2 separate regions of the Danio rerio genome follow, and region 1 is linked to region 2. A link is a contact called in public HiChIP or PLAC-seq data. All regions are on one chromosome and are shown on one strand. The core of a region is the stretch at or near the end of the contact, and the rest is flanking DNA. Distances in the headings are between cores, read along the strand shown. Region 1 holds the start of rab5aa (RAB5A, member RAS oncogene family, a). Region 2 holds the start of oxnad1 (oxidoreductase NAD-binding domain containing 1).

Region 1 (6,853 bases), core at 2,350-4,849, 430 kb after region 2:
ACAGACAAACACAGACATACAGAAAGAAAGAAAGACAGACAGACAGACAGACAGACACAGACATACAGAAAGACAGACCCAGACATACAGAAAGACAGACAGACAGACAGACAGACAGACACAGACATACAGAAAGACAGACACAGACATACAGAAAGACAGACAGACAGACAGACACAGACATACAGAAAGACAGACAGATAGGTAATTCAAAGGGTTAAACTAGAACATCTCTAGTGAGATGTTCAGATATCACAACAATTTAAAAAGTCTCTTATTTTCAGTGGCTCAAATGTAACTTAACAAATAAATATAAACAGAAATAAAGATTTTTTTATATATTTAGTTGCAAAGTCTAGAAACCATTGGTAAAAAGTGTATATACAAATCTAAAAAAATTTGCCCAAAATTACAAACTACTGCAATACAAATGGCTCCAACAAATCTACTTTATCACGGTTAAACTGCATAAATTCAATCCAAATAATCCTGAGAGTTTTTTGAAATGCAAAGTAGTGGGTTTCCTTTGTCATTGTATTTTGGAGTGTATTGAGATTCAAAGGTTTTGAAAGGACTGCTAAATTATAAGTGTGAATGCGCCTTTAGTTGTTAAATTGTTTGTTTATATCACATAAACTTTGTGGTGAATACAAGCACAAACTATTTTAGTTTGCTCCAGGCTATTTTTGTTATTACTTTACAATGGAAAGAGACTTGAAAGAATCAATGGATTAAAGAAATGACCGGCCCTGCTTTAGTTAAAGGGAAAGTACAAGATTTTTATTAAATATGGACCCCCTTTTCTATTGTAGTAATCAAGTGGAACAGACAGCATTGGATATTTAAAATGTCAAACCTTATCTGTTAAATTATGCACTTGTATTCCAGCAGAACAATTATTTAATGAACAAATAACTAATTAGTGACCTTGGTCAAGAATCAGTATGCAAAATTGAAAGCTGTGTGAACTGGGCTGAACGATATATCACTTGAGGATCAATATCTCAATGTGTGTGTTTGCAAAAGTTACAGGATTAGATTATTTACAATATACAATTATTTGTACAATAATTATCAAGTTATTATATGTTTAATCATGTGTGAATGAGAGTGTATGGGTGTTTCCCAGTGATGGGTTGCAGCTGGAAGGGCATCCGCTGTGTAAAACATAAGTTGGTGCTTTATTCCACTGTGGTGACCCCTGATTAATACTGGGACTAAGCTGAAAAGAAAATGAATGAATGTTAAATTTTTATATTTGAATACTGTTAGGCCAAATTACCATATTTGTCCTCTGTTCTATTTATATATTATATAAATTATATATTCATATTTTAACTTTATCCTCTGTTCTATTTGAATATTATAGATCTCAAGCTCAATTCCTGGAGGGCCGCAGCTCTACACAGTTTTGCTCCAACCCTAATCAAACATAGCTGATGCAACTAATCAAGATGTTCAACACAGATACTATTCACCTTATTCTAAAATGCGGAAGTACGCCTGTTTTCGTGATTGTTTCAGAACTTCCGATTCAGTCGCCTATGGAAAAAATGACTAGGAATAATAAACGGCAGAAAATGGTCAAACTACTTACTCTGCAAACAAATGTTTGCATGACTATACAGACCAAGTAGAATAATGTAATAAGAAAATATCAGTTAGCAACATCAAAAAGTGAAACGAGCAGTTTTTAATGTCTAAAAATGAATGGAAGTGAATGAAACTGGAAGTCTCGAGCCAAAAAGATTCAAATGGCTGCGCCCGCTCGTCGGCAAAGAATAAGGTGAATTAAGCAGGTGTGAGTTGAAAAAGCTAAATATTACAATTTTAAGTAGTAATTTAATAGTAATAGTGACTTAGTGACAGTTAAAGCGAGTACGTCTCTAAGTGGTTCTATCACTATGTTTAATCCTTTCTGCGCAAGACTGCATGGTATAGTTCAGGGGTGTCCAAACTCAATCCTGGAGGGTTGGTGTCCTGCTGAGTTTAGATCCAACTTGCTTAAACACAGCTGCCAGGAAGTTTCCAGTAAATCTACCAAGAGCTTGATTAGCTAGTTTAGGTGTGTTTGATTAGGGTTGGAGCTAAACTCTCCAGGGCACCGGCCCTCCAGAACCGAGTTTGGACACCCCTGGTATAGATAATGCCACACACACTGTAAAGTGTTTTATATTGGTAGTTCATTTTGAAATAAAATTAGCTAAATGTTTGTTAAGATTTACACTTTTTGCTGGAGGAGACAGCTGTGCTGATGAGGTGAACGCCGTAAAAACCCCACTGCAGGTGGTGTTTATTAAAAAATTATAAACAAAAGACGAGGATTTCCCAGAGATGGGTTGCGGCTGGAAGGGCATCCGCTGCATAAAAACTTGCTGGATAAGTTGGCGGTTCATTTCGCTATGGCGACCCCAGATTAATAAAGGGACTAAGCCGACAAGAATATGATGATGATGATGAAAGACGAGGAGGAGCCAAATTCAGCTGCCATTTTCTTAGCAAATTTAAAAAGGACTGAGGTGATAATTTAATGTACAATTTATGAGCTAACCGCAAAAGTTTTAGGGGGGTTGAGTAGAAATATAAGGGGCTACAGCCCCCCTAAAATAGGCCTAGCAACGCCCATGGTTGGAGCAAAAACAATGCAGAGCCGCGGCTCTCCAGGAATGGAGTTTGAGACCATTGTTATATATGCTTAATTTATTCGATTTTATGCAGATGTAAGGCAAAGAAAAAGACTTCATCACCCTAGTCGATCTGAATTATTGAGATACAATTGAGATAAATTTTAATCTTTTAAAATGGAGCTCATCAAGCCATCTGGTGAAATTGTATTCATTGATTAATTTTTTCTTTCAGCTTAGTTCCTTTTTTAATCTGAGGTCGCCACAGCGGAATGAACTTATCCAGAATATGTTTTACGCAGCGGATGCCCTTCCAGCTGCAACCCATAACTGGGAAATATCCATACACTCTCTTTCACACACATACACTATAGCCAGTTTAGCTTGTTCAATTCACCTACACCGCATGTCTTTGGACTTGTGGGGGAAACTGAAGCACCTGGAGGAAACCTACGTGAACATGTGAAGAACATGCTAACTCCACTTAGAAATGCCAACTCACTCAGCCAAGGCTTGAACCAGCAACCTTCTTGCTGTGAGGCGTTTGTGCTACCCACTGCACCACCATGATGCCCGCCAATGAATTTATTTTGTATTTAAAAAATCTGTTACTGTGTTTATAACATTACATTCAATTTGAATTGCTTTTAGTTTGCATTCATAACCTCAAATACGCATGTGAATAACTTGAAGTCAATCCGAGTCCTTTCATATAGGCCTATAAACATTGAATTATATATACTTTTTTGTTTTTTTTTTAGATAGTAAGTTAGGCATATTATATTTAAAAAAATTAAACCGTCATGATGTTCCTTGTTTTAAACATAAACTGTACAACACATGTTTGACCAGACTGATTCGACCTGGAGGAAGCACGTCATTTCAGGGCGGAAGTGTCATCTGACGTGGCATGTTTGAGGGGCGGAAACGCTTGTTTGTGTTTTGGTTCTAAAGGGGAAGTTGCGAGAGAAAAGAAAGGAGGAGACTTGATCGGGGTTGGTAAAATTCCCTCTAACCGACCCCAATAATAAGGAAGACCTCTCAAAAATTTAATTACCCCGTCGTCGGAAATCAGTTCAAGCAACCTGTCGGCTGTCATTCAGGTAAAAAGACACCGAATACCTCCGCTCAATGCGCCGTTTACTGCTTTGGCGTATCCCTCAAGCTAGGTAGCCACTTTAGCTTGCTAGATGTCGACAAAATGTTACAGGCCCCTTGTCCTTAGTCTGACTTCTTAAGTCATCAGATCGGTTCTTTTCAGCCAAGTATATGCTTTATACGTAATATTTTTTTCTTAAAAGCTTGAATATATAGTCATCCTGCGTTGTTTGCTTAGCTGAAGCTTATGTCGAAATGCAGTTTGGCTCCAAACAGGGTGGGAATGCTGGAGTGAAAGTTGCTTATCGCTGTATTATATTCTCGTTATTAACTAATTCTTCTAGATTTATGGCCGATTACTGGAGTTCAACAGATTTGGCATCTGACCTGATGTGGGCTGTCTTTGCAAGGAACAAGACAGCTTGTTCCTTGGCTTGAAGCTTAGGGCTGTATTGAAAAACAGAGAGATTGTTTAAGTTGGGCGATTTAAAGTCTAATGTCGACTTGCTTTTTTTTTTACTTGAGGAAGCGATGTGATAAAACGGGTTTATTTTGAGTGGATGATTCATGGTCAGAATGACTGTGTCAACCTTCAACACAGAAATCACAGGTTTGTTTGTGTTAGGTCTGTCATTAAAATGACACTACAATCCTTCCAGAAGAAGCTGATTAAATTCTTACAGAGAAGATATGATTTTTGCAGTGTCATGCAAAAACTTCATCCAAACACTGTACTTTTTTCTTTCACTTTTGAGGTTTGTATGTTAGCAAGTAGCAATATTGTACTGGGAAAGTGTGAAACAACAAATGTGGTTGTTAAATCCGCTGCTATATATGTAACGTTAACAGCAAATCTACGCTGTTAAAACTGTATGATCATTCAGTCATGGCAACATATGTTTTTAAGTCAATTTAATGAATTTTAAGTTAAAAATATGCACAAAATTAGTTTAATTCAACTTAAAAATTTAGGGCAACCATGTAATTTTATTTAAAGTATGAATATACAACATTTTGACATGGTTTGGTTATCTTAAACCAGAAACGACAGGCCTGCTTCTCAAGGAATTAGTTTATGTCCTGTTATGCAGATAGAGATCCTGTTGTTAATCTGATGTCAGTGTGAAAGCAGATCTCGGTGTCTCTTATAGAAAGTTCAGCTTGTGATGCTGCAAACCCACATGGGCATTCTGTTTTTATGCTCTCCTATTTCACAACGGCAGTAATAGCGGAGTTTAGAAAGTGTTTTGAAGGCTCTTTTAGGCTTTTATTATTGACAGTTGGTGGATTTTTCTGTGGTTTTGTAACCCAAATATGTGTGCACTTAATTGGGAAGTGACATGTTTCTCCAGCTGCTGAATTGTTTCATTGAGCTAAATGGGCCTGCTTGTTGTGTCTGCTTAGTCAGGACATTCTATGCGAGAATGGGTTACCATGGCTACAGACATGTATTTCAGCTATGTAAATTATGTTCAATGAAGCAGTGGTTTTCTGTGTTTTTGTCTGTAGAAATAATATGTTGACTCAAAATATTATTGAAAAATTAAGGATGTTTGTAAGTCTTAAATCTAAAGAAAGTTTTGATATATTTGATAGGTTAAAGATTTGATAGTAAAGTGAGTTTATAAATATTTGATAATTTCACATTTTTATAGTAATATCAATATAATAATATAATAAAGTTGCTAAACTACTTATCATTTTAAGACATGTTAGATTTTATTGTTAGACCCTTTGAAAAATCAGCATATGTTTTGAGTAATTGTGTTATCTTTACTAGTGCAGAATTGTCAGTTGATAGCGTGCAATGTGTATTGAAGTAAAAGTTTTAGGTAATCTTTTTTTGACATTCAGAGAGATGCACATATTCTGTGGTACACCACCTGTTTATTGAATTAAACTATACATTAGAGCTGCACAATATATCGTTTCAGCATCGATATCGCAATGTGCGCATCTGCAATCTGAAATATAGTTGACCAGGAGCCACAGAACACATGTGATTTGTAGAGTTTGCATGTGTTTTTGAGGACCGTGACTGAGCATTTCAACAGAGTTTAGAACATTTCAGCACACACAATTAGATAACACATTATTTTGATGGTCCATTTAAGTATTATTTATTTATTTTTTATTGCAATAATAACAATACATTACAACAAATACAGATACAAAACTGAAAGAAGTATGGTACAATCAATAGAAATGTTATCCATTTAAGTATTAGTAGACTGTCTGCTTAATATCTATACTTACACTAACCTTAACCCCAACCTAACAAATCTACTTATAATCTAATGAGAATTAGTTAGCATGTAGATGCAATGTAACTTAAATTCAACAAATGGACTATCAAAATAAAGTGACCAAAAATGAAGAAGGTTTTCTTATATATATTTTTTATTTTATTTTTTTTCTAGTCCAAATCTCTACATTTCTAAACGAAAACAAGATTATTTTACTTACCACATTGGCAGATAACTTTGCCTGTTTTTAAGGGGAAAAAACTATTAATTTCTTCTGACGGTGAAAATAAAACAATTTTTATTTGATCTAAGAATTGTTAGATATCTGGACTAAAAACAGAACAAAGCAAAGGAAGAAAAGCATTTTTTTTTTTTGCATTGAAATGTTTTCTCTAGGATTTTTTCCAGCGGTGGCGACAGGCCTTTTTTTATACACAGATCTACCAACTACCTGTGGCGTTATTTCAATGACAAATGTTGTTTGTCGAGATCGCATTTATAGCCAACAAGCATGTAAATCTCTTTGCTTGTGTGCCGATTTCCTCTGCTCGTGCACAAAACTTCCTACACGCCCCTCAAACATATGCTGCTCAAGCACAAATCTTCTTGTGCGCTCTTAAATAAATGCTGCTAAAGTGCGATTTAGTGCGTTTATGTAATAAGTATGTCTCCAACATTGATTAGATTTGCTAGAAATATTTATGAATGTCTCAATAGACCTACGGAGCGGTATTAATGCGTCCTGAAGTAAAGTGAAAGGGCTACATCGTGTTTCCTGGCCTCACGCATTATGCACCCCCCAGTCAGTCAGTCAGCACCGTCAAATAGAGCTATTCAAACCTTCGTTTCAAATCGAAAAATTTATTGCAGAAAAATAAAATTTCG
Region 2 (6,729 bases), core at 2,982-5,481:
ACAAATTGTGATTATACGATGATTATATGGATGTAGAAATTAACTTTCAATGCTGCATTTGTGTTCAATTGTTTGTTCGTTTGGTATAGTTTTTACACTGTACAAAAATGAAAGCCAAGTATTACGTAAAAGGTAAGTGATGGTGAAAATGTGGCATGTTTTGCATGGTTCAAGATTATAGCAATTTTTGTACTATTCATTTCTTTCAAAAAACATGGATTTTCGACACAATTTATGATCCTGAATTCAACGATGAACTCAATAAGTAAGCATAATCATAACTTAAAACTAAGTTGTTTTTTTTAGATATTTGTAATATTAATAATCCATGATAATCAAGAAACTGCCTTATTTTTAACCTATACAAGTCTTAAATTCGACCTATAGAATAACTAACCTTGGGTCATAAAGGTCAAAATATGTTTTTCCACTTAATTCTCGAGTGCAAAATAGCATTGTCAAAATATGGTTGTTTGTATCAAGAACATCATTGACAATTTTTGAAATACTAATAAAATACCCTACAGAACATACGAATTAAGGCAAGAAAAGTTTTTAAACGTGAGAATCATTTAAAATGTGAAAATATTTTCAAATAATTATAACTAATGTTAAAAATAACTATTAAAAGTATTTACATTTGCAGGACAAAAGTTGAGCGTGGCAAAAATGTAGGTGGTATGTGGACTAAACAAAAATAGACAGAATAAATATGAAATATTGTGACTTTTATTACAAAACATTGAAGTTTTCTAAACAGTTGAACTGTATTAAGGCTAAATACTGTAGGCTACTTAAAAATGTATAGCTATTAAATGCGCAGCACATTTAAATGAACAAATTACATTTGCGTGCATGAATTATTTTGAATTAAATGTTTGTGTTGTTCTTTTGGCTTTTGAAATGAGCAAACGATTGTGGTAATATAAGAAAAAAAACATGGCTTCTAATTGCAAACCGTTAAATAGCCTACATTATTTAAATCCGGATGTCATAAGACGTTTGAGACATTTGCACAGACCCATTCCGTGCGCTTTCAAGTGACAAGAGATTGAGAAACAGCTGCAGGTCAAGGGACGAACGATATTACAGATCCACTTTTGTAAAGAGCTTGTCCTGTCCAACGCTATGTGGACAAGAATAGGTAGCTATAAGTCAATCTGGAAAAAAATGGAAAGCAATTATGATATAGTCTGACAATTATTGAATCTATAATTGTAAATGCGTTACTTTATGATCAACTTTAGTTTGCCCAGAAAATAAAACTGGCATGTTACCCATCACATGCTTTGATGCGTCTCTCACGAGCTCAGACTTAAAGTTCCTCCCAGTTTTTGATGTAATCATAATGGCGTGACTTTCCGTGACATTTGTTTGACTTCACTCCTGTTCGTGTACATAGACACTAAAACATGAAAACACGAAAATAAAAAAACACGCATTTGCAATTTAGAATAAAATAGTTTTTTTGTAATGTTTTAGTGTTTCATTTTTTACCAAAATTAGGCTATACCAATGTTTGGGTCACAAGTTAACATTTATTCTACTAAGGCACATGCATATACTTTTGTCATGAACCTTTCCAGCCTTGTCTGGCTTTTATTTTATATAATAATATAGTACAATAAAAAATATTAGGCTATATATTGATAATTTCAAAGCTATAGCACTTCTTCAGTAAAATGAGATCATGTATCACGTGTTCTTGTGCTAATATCATCTAATTAGATTCCAACAATAAGTAGTTGTAATTGGAGTGCTCACAATATGATTATGATATCTTCTTAATTGTGCATGCCATGACTATATTCAAATTCAGATATCACTTTGGTTTTTGTCTTTTAAATGGCATTTTTAAAAGTCATAGCACATCATTCTTTAGCTTTGAATATATTCCCAAATATTTGCTTAGTATATTAGGCTAATTTTAGATCTATGCTTCTTAATTTGGGAGGAAAGGCAATGTGCAACAAATTATGCAAGTTACTGAACTCAGTCCTTAAACTATATGTGTGACATTTAGTAAAAATAATTCAAATGTGGAATACTTAATAATACTTAATGCAAACAATTTAAGTATTTCCTTGCTCAATCTAACCCCTAAAATAGCAAATTTATGCTTTTTACATGAAATCCCTCAGAAAGTTTATACAAAATTTAAATAGTTTAAAATCACCTTCAGAGTTCCAGTTCATGGTCACATTGAAATGCAGGTAAACAAATTATTCTAGTCTTCAAATTTTACAATAATTGTCTTTCTATTTTATTGTTGAATTAATATCATTTCAACCCAACCCATTTCAACAATATTATGTTATTAATAGTTGAAGTCTCAATTTTTAGCCCCCATGTAAAATTAAAATTATTTTTCAATTAAAAAAATTATGCTTAACAGACCAAAGAAATTTTCACAGTAATTTCTCTCTATATTTCTATCTCTCTCTAAGTCTTTTTTGACTAAAATAAAAGCAGATTTTTATTTTAAACAAAGACATAATTTAAAAACAAATTTTGGTAAAGGCCAAAGAAAAATATTTTAATAAAGACAAAAGAAGTTAATTATTAAACAATTTAATACAAATGTGTTGAAATATGTTTCTGTTAAATAAAACTTTTTTCATTCATTCATTTTCTTTTTTTTTAATCCTTTTTATTAATCCGAGGTTACCAGGAATGAACAGCCAACTTATTTAGCACATGTTTTATGTAGCGGATTCCCTTCCAGCTGCAACCCATAACTAAAAAACATCCACACTCATTCACACATATAGACTATGGACAATTTAGCCTACCCTGTACCACATGTCTTTGGACTTGTGAGGGAAACCCAAGCAAACATGAGGAGTACATGCAAACTCCACACAGAAACGTCAAATGACCCAGCCAAGGCTCAAACCAGCGACCTTCTTGCTGTGAGGCGATAGTGCTACCCACTGCTCCACTGCGTCACCTTAAATAAAACTCAACAACTATTTTTAAACTAATCACGAAATCACATGAGGGCTAATGAAAAAAGTTGCAGTTTAAAGAATTGATTTCACTAAATGCTTTTTAAAAAAGTATAAGTGATTTAGAAATTGAAACATATTGTAGATGAATAGTTTAATAGTTTGTTTGTCAATGTGTGATTCATGGTAACTAAACATTTTTTTTTTCCATGTGAAATCTTGACCAGGACACTTTTTTTCACAGGTCAGATTTTTTTTTTTATCTCAATGTCTTTCCTGGTAAAATAAAGGTTATACTACTATGACAACGACTACTACTACTACTACTACTACTACTACTACTACTACTACTACTACTACTACTAATAATAATAATTTTAAATCCATTGATAAAATAAAGAAGGGTTTACTTTTAATTATTAGGTAACTTAATTACAGTTTATTTACCTTAAAAACTGTTCATAAAATCAACAGTACTGTAAATGTTAATTAGGAGAAGAGTAATATATATTTTGCAGAATACCTATATTTTTTTCTACTATACATATACTGGTATTTAGATTTCTTATCAACTAAAATTTTCTAAAGAAGGATTAATTTGTCTGAAAATGAAAGAAACAATAAAATGTATGTCATGAATGACGTGTATGAAATGTTTTTTATTTATTTGATTTGATTATACTGTGGGCGACACAGTGTAGTTTATATAAGTGTAATTTATATTGTTTATGGAGTGAGATTTATATGGATATTTAGTAATCTAAATAATCTAAAATCTAACTTCTTTATCCAGTTCTAACTCAAATACCACCGCAAGATGGCAGTACAGTCTCGAATCACCCACCGTAAACACAGACGAAGAAGAAACGTCACTCACCGGAGCAGAAGAGTGACAGAGGTGAATGATTTTTACGTAAAGTATTCCTCTTGATAAATATATGTATTCATTACGATGTGTTCGATTTATTTTCACCTACTGTTTAAAATTAAACCTAAAGAGATATTAAAAATAAAACCAATAATTTAGTTAATAACACTAATTTGCTTGTTTCTCACACGTGTGAATGTCTTTATATATTGGCTGTTAAAAAGAAATTCTGATATTTCAGTGTCGTTGGTTATTATTATTAAAAGACGAACTGCCCTTTCTGTCTGATAATGTTATAAGGTGTTTGACAGAGTTCCTCCCGTCACATCTGACCATGAGTGCCCCGTGCTTTGTACGAACGGTGGCCAGAGGTTTCTCCGGTGGATCAGGACTGTTCAGACCTGCTGTGTTGTGTTCAGACAAAGTCACAGTCACACGGTGAGTATCGTCCAGAATCCACTGCTGTTTCTAGAGGCTTTGGACACTAAGGTTGTGTCCTAAAACCTGGTAAGCAGCCTACCTAGTCGGCATGCTACAAAACATCCACAAAAAAGTATGTAGTATATGAGACAAAGTCATTGTTTTAGTGTATAAACTATACGACCCTAAATGTGTTTCAGAAAAATGACATCCAGGAGACGGACTGACCATCTAGAGAGAACTGCTAGTGTTCATCGACAAATGGTGAGTTTTCTTAGATTTGTTTTCTGTTTTTTAGATGAAAATCTTGACTTTTTAGTTATAGATTCTTGCTTGGGTCTTTATAAATGGTTAACAAATGTTGGAGCCTTGTAGGTGAAAGTTCAGACACTTGTTTTGTGTTTTAGGTCCACCAGTGTGTCATTTGATTTGTCACAAGACTAAATTCAAGATGATGTAATCGAACGTTAAGTTGTTTCAGTTAGTAACACTTTTCAAAAAGGTTCCATTAGTTAATGTATTTTTACTAGCACGAACAAAGATGCAAAAACACATTTATTACAGTAGTAATTACAGTGTTTATTTTTTGTTAATATTAGTCGGTGGAAAAATCTTTCATTGTTGGTTATTGTTAACCCACTGTGTTGCACTTTACATTAAGGTTCGTTAGTTAACGCTAGTTACTGTATTTACTAACTTGAATTAAGAGTACAATACTTGTGCAGTATTTATTAGTCATAGTTCTATATTTACTAATGCATATTTTGGCAAATTGATTATCATTTGCATTTGGTTTAGTGGTTCGTTTACAAATCATGACAAATTATTGCAAATTATGGTTTAACTTTCTATGTTCATTTGTATTAAAGGGGACCTAATATGCAAAAATCACTTTTATAAGAGGTTTAAACACAGTTGTGTGGCAACAGTGTGTAAACATAGCCAGGCTCTAATGGTAAACATTGTTTTAATTATATTTTTTTATAATCACACTTCATAAAGCCAGCTTGTAGAAACATTTTGATTGACATTCTCCCTTTGTACATGTCATTGGAGGGGGAAAGCCCAACCAATTAGTGACTATCTCTCCCTCATAAGTGTAAACTTTTAGCTCTGTCTTTTTTGGAAAAAAAATGATCAGTTGAATTTAAAGTGACAGTCACAAAAAGGGATGTCATGGGTCCCCTTTAAAACCATGGTTATTTTCAAATGGGCATTTATTTAACACTAATTTTATTGTGAAACGATGTTATAGAACTTTATATTTAGTTGAACATGACTGTGTGTAGATTTGGAGTAATACAAATAAATAATGACTCCCGTTTGTACAGCTACATAGCATAAAACATTTTAAATTAGGGCTGTGCAATATATCGCAAAATGATTGTTATTGTGATAAATGACATGACATTATGAATAAAATAATAATAATAGTAATAATAAAATAAATGACATTTATTTTATGCATTGGTTGTTTATCTAAATTTGACCAATCAGATAGGGCATTACTATTTTTACCAGCACCTCCTCAAAATGTTTTGCTATTGGCTGGAGCGGCCCAAAGGTAAACCCAGAGCTCAAAAAAAAAAAAAAAAAAAAAAAAAATACTAATAATGGCGGAGGAATATGACTACAGCCAATCAGAGTCAGAATATCTGCTTAGGTTTTCACTCAGTTATCAGATTTAATTAGATCTTGAAATATCTTTCACCTATTTTAATTTCATTACATAAATTTAAAATCATTTAAAAAGATAGCTAATGAAAATACAATTTTTATAGGGAAATGTTATATCATAAGAAATATTGTTTTGTTGAAACATTTAACAACATTACCTATTTTCCCAGTATTATGCAGAGCTATTTTAAATATGGGAGGATACAATGTGTAAATTCTATGTATAAACCAGATTTGATGTTCTGTTTGTGTACCCAGGAACTTTTCTCTGCACGTGTTTGTGACATTATTAGTGAATCTGATACTGTAAAGAGACTAAGACTGGAAGTGGCTCATCCTGACTTCAGCTTCCGTGCTGGACAGTGGTAAGAAGAACTATACATTTGTAAAATATGGGCCATATAATTGACAATGGGCAGTGTAATTATTATTTAATATTGTACACTTGAAAGAACTATTCTGGATTCTCTTAAACAACGTTTCAGTGGAGTTCTTACATAATAAGTGTGAAGTTTCGTTAGTTTTTTAATGTGAAGGACATTTTAGTAATCTAAAGAACCAGTTCTACCTATAAAGAAAAGGATGTGTAATGGAAAGTTACTGTACTTAAAGGATCTTTGTAATAATATAATACAAATATTTTGTGTGTTCTTGCGCATCTGTTACATGTCATAGCCATCTTAAATGAGACATTATTCTCACAATGTAACACTTGAAAATCATCTTCTAAAAACATTCTGTTGCCATGGAAATCTCTCTAATGCTCTGCATTTAAAATTTCTCTGCAATATTTTAATATCAAACCTTTTTCTAATC

The links. HiChIP or PLAC-seq counts read pairs in DNA pulled down with a chosen protein or histone mark.
Region 1: a contact with region 2 is called in an H3K4me3 HiChIP or PLAC-seq map of embryo, with 3 times the contacts expected there. The contact joins the promoter of rab5aa here to the promoter of oxnad1 in region 2. A contact is called at or near these places in 1 of 18 Hi-C or Micro-C datasets (hematopoietic stem cells) and 1 of 4 datasets of contacts at active chromatin or transcription factors (embryo).

Annotation. Positions count from the first base shown.
Region 1 is chr19:23,104,970-23,111,822 of GRCz12tu, forward strand. rab5aa (RAB5A, member RAS oncogene family, a) reads left to right here and starts at 3,600. Exons shown (of 6, transcript NM_201485.1): 1 at 3,600-3,727.
Region 2 is chr19:22,670,339-22,677,067 of GRCz12tu, forward strand. It overlaps oxnad1 (oxidoreductase NAD-binding domain containing 1), which reads left to right and starts at 4,232. Exons shown (of 7, transcript NM_001110456.1): 1 at 4,232-4,323; 2 at 4,437-4,500; 3 at 6,172-6,278. The coding sequence starts at 4,441. It also overlaps a transcript of pals2b not described here.